Linked DNA regions of Mus musculus: region 1 is linked to region 2. The links are chromatin contacts, called in public HiChIP or PLAC-seq maps. All regions are on one chromosome and are shown on one strand. Each heading gives the region's core, a stretch centred on a gene start, on an enhancer-like site or on the middle of the called end of the contact. The rest is flanking DNA. Distances are from core to core; before and after follow the strand shown. Region 1 overlaps Rtn4 (reticulon 4). Region 2 holds the start of Prorsd1 (prolyl-tRNA synthetase domain containing 1).

What was found. HiChIP or PLAC-seq counts read pairs in DNA pulled down with a chosen protein or histone mark.
Region 1: a contact with region 2 is called in an H3K27ac HiChIP or PLAC-seq map of embryonic stem cells, with 10 read pairs. The contact joins the enhancer-like site here to the promoter of Prorsd1 in region 2. A contact is called at or near these places in 6 of 39 promoter capture datasets (the C10 cell line, cranial neural crest, embryonic stem cells and 2 more), 2 of 484 Hi-C or Micro-C datasets (Sertoli cells and embryonic stem cells), 8 of 115 datasets of contacts at active chromatin or transcription factors (the 230-238 cell line, bone marrow-derived macrophages, embryonic stem cells and 2 more) and 4 of 9 other capture datasets (adipose tissue, liver, macrophages and 1 more).

What each region holds. Positions count from the first base shown.
Region 1 is chr11:29,712,071-29,716,875 of GRCm38.p6, reverse strand. All of the region lies in intron 3 of Rtn4 (reticulon 4), which reads right to left. Among named protein-coding and RNA genes, the nearest start is that of Rtn4, 22 kb to the right of the region's middle. Within about 2 kb of position 1,930, at least 8 of the 459 cell types and tissues checked have an H3K27ac peak or open chromatin away from gene starts, as enhancers often do. A contact at or near this core is called in embryonic stem cells, where this site is marked.
Region 2 is chr11:29,513,589-29,518,121 of GRCm38.p6, reverse strand. It overlaps Prorsd1 (prolyl-tRNA synthetase domain containing 1), which reads left to right and starts at 3,089. Exons shown (of 2, transcript NM_026465.3): 1 at 3,089-3,205; 2 at 4,446-4,533. The coding sequence starts at 3,122.

The DNA.
Region 1 (4,805 bases), core at 681-3,180, 200 kb before region 2:
ACCAACTGGCAACGTGATGCTTTGAATATCTGGTGTAGTATTCTATTTTCTCCTTACAGAATGCCAAAGGAAGAGTCACAGATCAAACTTGTAAATATAATGCTAAAAAAATAAAACCAAAGACCTGCAAGGTCTCCAACTCACTTCTAAAGAGTACGATGATCTAAAATTACCTACTTTCAATGTCTCTCTTACCTTAGTCAAAACACTTTTTTTTTTTTACAATGCATGGTTAACTAAGAAAAAATATAATTAAATAAGTTGCTAATAAAAAAAATCTCTGATAAAGTAGCATGTGTGAGTTTTGGGGTTGTTTTGTTTTGTTTTTTCAAGACAGGGTTTCTGTGTAGCCCTGGTTGTCCTGGAACTCAACTCTGTAAACCAGGCTGACCTCGAATTCAGAAATCCACCTACCTCTGCCTCCCAAGTGCTGGAATCAGGCATGCGCCACCACTGCCTGGGGAGCATTTTTTTTTTTTTTAAAGTTTGTATCTATTTGGAAGGATTTTAAGCACAAGAGAACTGTCTCAAAGCAGATGTGAAAGCCCAGAATGGTACAGACCTTTAAACCAGCATTGGGAAAGCAGTCAGGTAGCATTCTCTGAGTTCAAGGCCAGCTAACATTATATAGTTATGTTTGTTTCAAAAAAGAAACAAAACAACCTAGTTAGTAAGCCCACCTGGTGTTCACCTCATCCTGCTCTCTCAAACTCCTTCCACTTCTTTTACTTTTAATGCCAGCAAAATTTTTGGTTTGTTTTGCTTTTCCCTTCCCCTTCTTCCCCTTCCTCTCCTTCTTCCCCTTTCTCTTCTTCCCCTTCTTCCCCTTTCCTTTTCCTTCCTTCCTTCCTTCCTTCCTTCCTTCCTTCCTTCCTTCCTTTTAAATTTCCCTGTGCCTTTAAAGATTGAAAAGAAAAAAAGGAAAAGGAAAAGGAAGGAAAAGAGAAAAGAGAAGAGAGCAGCCATTTACTTTGCTTGTATATTGTTTTGGGAAGCTACGATTTAGACGTCTATTAATAATGGAGAGCCCGAATCTTTTATTAATATGAAACAGTGACAGTTACACAGCAGTCTTGAAACTAATTTTAGAATTCTAAGCACACAGAGGTACAAAACTAGATGTTTTACTGCTGAGAGACATTAACAACCATAAACCCTACCATATGCTGTAATCTAATGCCCTCTATGGACTAAAAGTCAGTACTTCAACAATGGTGAACTCAATATTCAAAAATGGAATAGGATTTGAAATCTAAAAAATAACATTCAAAATGACAAAAAATTGAGCATTTTCAAACTCTTTTAACAACATCACATAGCAATTTCAATATATGAATATTAAAATCCAGAGAAACTGAAAATGTTTCTCTTGCACCAGGAGGTTAAATCAGAATATGATGGGAATAAAAATAACTCTGCAAGAATCCAGACAATTATAAATAAATCAGAACTAAAAGTAAAAATAAAAGAGTACTAAAAAATGAAACAGGCTTTCCTTTGTGAAGTCAAACTGACATGCCTCATCAAATATGAGACCTTGAATGCAATGACCTCGAATGCACAAGCATGTGAGAGAGAGAGAGAGAGAGAGAGAGAGTGAGTGAGTTAAAGACCCAAAGTATTTCTAAACTTACAATTTAAAAATTAAGTCATTAGGCCTTTTACCTTAACAGAAACACATCTTCAGGGTCATTTCAGAATGCTTATAGCATAGCTCAAGTATTTAATTCTGTACAAAATGTCAAAATTCAAAATAGTTTATAAATTTGTTTTATAACAAGTGTGAAATTTTGTGACCAGCCACATTTATTCAGTATGGTTACTTATCAAATATTCCATAGAAATGGTTTTACCATTACCCACACTAGATGGCACCAACACCCAAATCTGCATTTGATTGCCTAACCAACCACTGGGAAACTAGCAAAAGCTATTCTCAATCATCCAACAGTTGAATGGTTGCCTGGCACCAGGAGGCTAGATCAGAATATGATGGGAATAAAAATAACTGCGACAATTATAAATAAATTGGAACTAAGTAAGAATAAAATTAAGAGTAGTAAAAAGAAAGCGGCTTCCTTTGTAAAAGTCAAACTGTCCACTGATGTGTGCATAAAAATCTTAGAGAGAGAAGACTTTGCACCCTGCACATAAAAACAAGATCATAGAGCATCAAAATCGAAAAATGAACAAAGGTTAAACAAGCAATTCATAAAAACTAAAGCACAAATGACCAATAAATGCTTGAAATCCTGGCTTTGGTAGTAACACACAGGAAGGTAATAAAAGGCATTTAAATAAGAAAGGAAGTAGTTAAGAAAAAAAATCCTATTTTCAAGTGTTACAATTCTATACATCAGAGACCCTCGAGACTCCACAAGAAGGCTGATAATCTGATAAACACCTTCTACAAAATGGTTAGGATTCAAAGTTAGCATTAAAGATACAGTAGACTGTCTACATACCATCAAAGGGCACACTGAACAAGAAACAATGTGGTGAAGAGCATTTAATCTTGCACTCAGGGTATAGAGGCGGGAAGAATTAAACTCATGGCCAATCTGATTTACATAGGGAGGGTTCCAGGTTCCCCACCCCGCTGCACAGAGAGAACCTGTTTCAAATTCTAAAACCCTTAGAATAAACCTAACAAAGAAAGTTAAAAACCGCTGGGCGTGGTGGCGCTCTCCTATAATCCCAGCAATTGGGAGGCAGAGGCAGGCGGATCTCTGAGTTCCAGGCCAGCCTGGTCTACAAAGTGAGTTCCAGGACAGCCAGGGCTATACAGGCTATACAGCCCTGTCTCGAAAAACCAAAAAGAAAGTTAAAAACCTCTACCAACTTGATAGCTCACAACCATCTTTAACTCCAGCTCCAGGAGAGTCAATACACCCTGACCTCCCTGGCACCAGGAACTCATGTGATGCATATATAGAAGCAATACAAGCAAACACTCATACACATAAAATAAATCTGAAGAAACCCAAGTAGTTGGGCACACCTGTGGAGGATTTTCTTGATTTGATCATTTGAGATGGGAAGACCCACCTTAAACCTGGATTATCTGAAGGTGGAAAAAGATTCACCCTAAATCTGGGCCAGCCTGCATAAAAAGCTTTTGCTTTTTGCTTCCTTAACCTCAGTCTCTCTGGCAAGTTCATCTATCCCGTTACTAAGGCACTAATACCCCTGGTGGTATTAGAATGTACTTCTGTGAGGTTCCAACATAGACTCAAGACCTCTGAAGGAATTACCTGAACGCTGCAAAAGATTGAGATGGCTAAGACTTTCAGTTTTATAACCAGATCCTTGGCCTTTCTTTCAAGAGATAACCATTGTTGGACTACCTGGACCACAGCCTGTAAGCTACTTGAACAAAACCATGTGTTGTGTGTGTGTGTGCATGCCAAAGTTACATGAGAACAAAGATTTTTGTCTCCCCCACTCTCAAAGAAAAGAAATACAGGATAGTACTTCAAACAACCAAGCCAAAGCAATTATAAGTACCTGCTTTTAATAGATGTTTATTGTAATTAAGAAAAATATCAAGCAGAAAAATCTAATCTAACTTCATTCCTTTTACAGTAAAGGAAGTCAACATCTATCTAGATGTGAGAAAGACTAGAATTCATGTCATCCAAATTATACAAACACTTCCTGTGAATTTTATGGAATATACACACTTGTTATGTTGTTTTGTTGTTGTTTTTTTTTTTTTTTTTTTTTCTCCAAGACAGGGTTTCTCTGTGTAGCCTTGGCTGTCCTGGAACTTACAATAGCCCAGTCTAGCCTCAAACTCAGAGAATCTGCCTGCCTCTGACTTCCAAGTGCTAGGATTAAAGGCTTACACACATTTGTTAAATGCAAATTATGTTCTATTCCTCTAGTGAGAATGGACATAGCAGCTAATGCTAAGTTTAAAAATTACTGACAAGCTGGGCAGTGGTGGTGCAACCCAGCACTCATGAGTCTGAGGAAGGTGGATTTCTGAAAATTTGAGGATAGCTTGATCTACAGAGCAAGTTCCAGGACAGCCAGAGCTACACAGAGAAACTGTCTTAAAAAAAACAAAAAACAAAAACAAACAAAAAAAAAAAACGACATGGGAATGCTAACTTGATCACTGGAAAGTTATCAAATTATCACACAGTACCCTAAATATATAAATATGGCTCAGAAGTTAAACACCTTCCACACAAACAAGCATCAGTCTGCCATCTTAGAACCACAAAAAGCCAGATGGGCACAGTGACCCACCTGTAATCCCAGCATATGGGAAGCAGAGATAGGGTCCCTAGAACAGACTGGCTAGCCATATGTGAGACCTGCTTCAATGTAAGGTAGAAAGTGGTTGCAGATGATTCCCAACATCAACCTCAGGGGCACACACATATGCTGTCTCTATCTCTACATACATACAAGGGAGGAAAAGGTTGAGCTAAATGATTTTCTTGAAGATATTGTTTCCTTAAAAATCAGCACCAACCCATTCCTCAGCATTTTTATTTAGCCTTCTAAGGCACTGCTGCTCTTTAATCCTTTTCATTCCAAACTAGGGGCTATAGATCCTAGGTTTACCAAAATCAAACTAAGAACATATGACTAGAGTTGAGTTTTGGGAGGTAGCATGAAGTTAGAAGGCGATTTCACAGGTATTTCAATACTGCCCATATGCCTGCTTCTCCCTAGCCTTACCGCACCGTGTTATCATGCATGTTTACAGTTTCCCCTAGGGCACGTTAACATGCTGCTTGAAACCTATTGATCCTGAGCCATCTCTTCTAATCCTTCATTTTTTATAAAGC
Region 2 (4,533 bases), core at 1,840-4,339:
AATAATCATGAGAAAACTGTCATGGTATTTGCTAACTAGAAAAATGAACAGCTCAAAGACCATTAAAGCGGTAGGCATGGTGGACACGTATCTTTAGTCCCAGCGCTTGGGGGCTGAATTACACAGATCTCTGGGAGTTCCAGGCCCGTTTGGGCTATAGTGAAACACTGTCTCAAACCAAACCAAAACAAAATGCCGTCCTCAAACCAAACCAAAATGTTAAGCCTTTGTTAATTTTTTCAAACACACCCACACACACCCAGAAAATCCATATTAAACAATATGCATTTGACCAAAAGTTGTCTCCTAAAAATCCTGTCAAGAATGTAATTAAAGTTTGGGTAAGCAAGATGGCTCAGTGGGTAAAGGCACTTGCAGTCAAGCCTTGTGCTCTGAGCTTGATTCTGGAACCTCATCAGTTAAAAGGAAGAACAGATTCCCACAAGTTGCCTTCACACACATACAGAGAGAAGTGTTGGTGGGCACTAGGTTAATTTACTCATTGCTGATAAATTTAGAGTAGTTATTTTCATAAACTATTTAGAATATGAAGATTGGTATTCCAATATGGAAGTGGCTAAAAATTGTGATTGAGGGTGGGGAACTCAGTTGGTAAAATGCTTGAGACTACTGGTTCCATTCTCTGCAACCAATAAACAAATGATTATTATCCAGCTACATAAAATATTTATTAAAGTAGGAAATAGGTTAGCAATAGGAAAATGTTCATCAGTTAAAAAAAAACAGGATACAAAATTGTCTCTGTATGAGGCTTCAATTGTTTAATGAACACGTTGACATTCAAAACAATGAAAAAATGAATGCAGAAATAGGGAGGGCTCCTGTGGTCACGATGGTGGCAGTGTTCAAGATGAGCTAGATACCAGTCTGTGGCCCACAAGACCATTCATTGCTGAAACAATAAAAAAGAATAGAAAGAAAATCACAGTGCTGATTCTAGACCACCAACCAGAGTACACATGGAGGGACCCATGGCTCCAGCTGCACATGTAGCAGAGGATGGCCTTGTTGGGCATCAATGGGAGAGGCCCTTGGTCCTGTGAAGGCTCGATGCCCTAGTATAGGGGAATGCCAGGGTGGGGAGGTGGGAGTGGGTGGGGCAACACCCTTATAGAAGCAGGGGGTGGGGGATAGGATAGGAGGTGGGTGGGGGAACCGGGAAAGGGGATAACATTTGAAATGTAAATAAAGAAAATATCCAAAAAAAAAAAAAAAAAGAGTTTAAAATAAAAGAGATTTTAAAGGGGCTGGAGAGATGGCTCTATGTTTAAGAGCACTGTTTGATCTTCCAGAGGACCTGGGTTTGCACCCATATGGTAGTAGTTCATGACCATATTTAATTCCAGTTCTAGGGGATCCTACCCTCTTTTGGTCTCCAAAGGTGGTACAAACACACACAGGCAAAAAGATTAAACAACAACAACAACAACAAAAAGGTTAAGGGGGCTGGAGAGATGGCTCAGTGGTTAAGAGCACTGGATTTTCTTCTAGAGGACCTGGGTTCAATTCCCAGCACCCACAGGGCAGTTCACAAGTGTCTGTAACTCCAGTTCCAGAGGATCTGGAACCCTTGCACAGACATGCAGGCAGAAAACCAATGCACATAAAAAAATGTTTGTTTGTTTTCGAGACAGGGTTTCTCTGTGTAGCTCTGGCTGTCCTGGAACTCACTTTGTAGACCAGGCTGGCCTTGAACTCAGAAATCCACCTGCCTCTGCCTCCCAAGTGCTGGGATTAAAGGCATACGCCACCACCGCCGGGCAATAAATCATTTTTAAAAAAAGGTTAAACTAAAAAGTTTTAAAATTTTGAAATCCTGAGTTCAGAGTGAAACTGTAAACACAACTCTGACTTACTCTTTTGTAGTTTCTTCCAATACTGAGTAAATCATAGGCTGGAACAAATCCCTGTTTTCCAGTCTGCCCTCCTTCTTCTACTGCACAGGCAGAGAAAGCTCCTGGCTAATGTGGTGTGTTTATGGTAACTCACCCAAGAGTGTCTGCTTAGGGGCTCAGTTTTTGACCATGTATGGACACTATCCCAGCTCCTAGCTAGCACGGCATCATTCCTTGCCAAAACTCTGTGAAACCCTCTTAAGACCAGATGAGTGACTTCACTGACTTCCACATGTGAGATTGATGAGCCCGCCCAAAAGCTGCCTCCTAGTAAACCTGCCTTTATCTACATGTAATATGTTCTAATCTGGCTCTATTTGTGTCACCGAGGGAGAGAAAAAGCATACCATCTGTGTCTTAAGAGGGGTTCTTTTTCAGATCTTCACTCCCAAATAAATACAATTAATTTATATTAAACATCTCTGAGTGTATCAGTGTTTCATGTTGCATGTGAGCCTTAATTTCAAAGTTTAAGTGAAATACTAATGTGGAATTTGAACCTTATTCAAAGTAAGTGGTCCCACCATGGTTGCAAATTCCAGGCCATAAGTATCATAACGACCACTGTAATTCGTCGCAGTACTGTTTTCTTCCTTTCTTTTCTTTTTTCTTTTTTTTCGAGACAGGGTTTCTCTGTATAGCCCTTGCTGTCCTGGAACTCACTCTGTAGACCAGGCTGGCCTCGAACTCAGAAATCCGCCTGCCTCTGCCTCCCAAGTGCTGGGTTAAAGGAGTGCGCCACCACACCCGCAGTACCGTTTTCTAATATCATAATATGCGGGAGTGATGGCTGGTCTTCCAGAGGACCGAGTTCGGTTCCTAGCACCTACATGACTCACCATCACTCCAGTTCTAGTAAATTGAACACCTTCTTTCAGCCTCCTCAGGCACTGCTCACACGTGGTGCACAACCATGCAAGCCGGTAACTAACGCCCATAACACATAAAATTTAAAAGAACGGAAAGACGGAAGTCACAAGCTACAGTTGTTGAGGCATGAAGCCACATTGCCGCGGCCGAGCAATGGAACCCGGAGCTTTCCGACCCCGGCACTGGAGGCTCAGGTGGTTGGGGGTGTGGCTAAGCGCTCTCGGCGGCCCAAAGATGGGTCAGGCCACAGAGCCATGCCAGGGCGGAGCAAGCAGCCATCACCACGCCCCCGAAGCCGTGGCACTTCCGGTAAGCCTGCCCACGTAGAGGGGAAAATGGCAGGCTCGGAGCTGCGGGCTGAGTTAGAACAGAGGCTCGGCGCCCTCGCCATTCGCACGGAGGTCGTGGAGCATCCCGAGGTGAGACTGCGGCCCCAGGAAGGCAGAGGGTCTTCGGGCGAGTGTTTATTGGGTCCAAGCAGAGGCTTATAAGTTTATTTAAAACTGCGGCAACCGTGAGGAAACTTGTCCTGGGATGACTGACGTGACTTAAAAGCCGGTTGGATAGCTGATACGTTATGTAGATAACTAAGGAACAAGGCACTACATAAGTGGCAACCCTATAGAATCGCCTAGGCTGTATCTGGTACCAAAGGCACAGCAGGCCATTGAGGTGGCTTGGTTTTTTACTTCTTTGGACAGTCGTTACCACTGCAGCACGGCAAGGATCATTTCCCAAATAATTACAAAAAGTATATAACCCCTGAGTCTGGAGAATTGTTTTCGCGGTTAAGAGCACGTACTTCTCTTGCAGATGACACGAATTTATTTCAGCACTCACACTGAGAGCTGTTTAAAACTACAGTTCCTCTTTTGGCCCGCTCCCGCTTGTGCCACAAACAAAAGTACGTACCTTAATTTTAACATGACCTACACTGGAGATGTACAATTTTTGTGGAAACTATTATGAGGGTTGGTAAGGCTTGCACGACACATTTTATGATAGAAAACACCTGTCTTAATATTTACTATTTCCCATTTTTACAAAGGTCACATTCTGTGTACATTCCCAGCCTCCAAATACTTTAAGGCCCTGGAGTACTGGTACTTGTAACATTAAAAAAATGTTCTTTATGTACTAACCTGGGGTCTTATGTTCTTCATCGATGCCCTTGTAGTGAATGTCTGGGACTCTGGAGATAAATATTAAGGACTGTCATCAAATTTTACGCCAAAGTTCAAAAGTTATAAGCGTCTCAGGCACCTGATGGCTTTGTTAGCCACTGGGATAGAAAACTGGCCCAACAAAAACTGAGGTCTTGAGGTCTGCAACTGTGATGATTAAGGCTCCCCCTGAACCCCAACCAGGATTTTGCTGCACTCTTGAATTCTTGATCTCGGCCTCAGCTCTAAGTACCAGTACTCCAGGTACCAGGCCTTTAAAGTATTTGGAGGCTGAGGTTTTTAGTTCAGAGATATTGTGCCTGCCTAGCAAGCATAGCACTCTGGGTCCTATCCTCAGCACCAAAAGGCCCAACCCCTATCAAAACATTTATAACGAATACCAGTTAAATTCAGAGCATCCACCATGAAAAATATGTACAACCGTGGATATGTATGTGTGCAATTTACAGTGTTTTTTCTTTTGCATATTTTGCAGGTGTTTACAATTGAAGAAATGATGCCTCATATTCAACATCTGAAAGGAGCACATAGTAAGAACTTATTTCTTAAAGACAAAAAGAAGA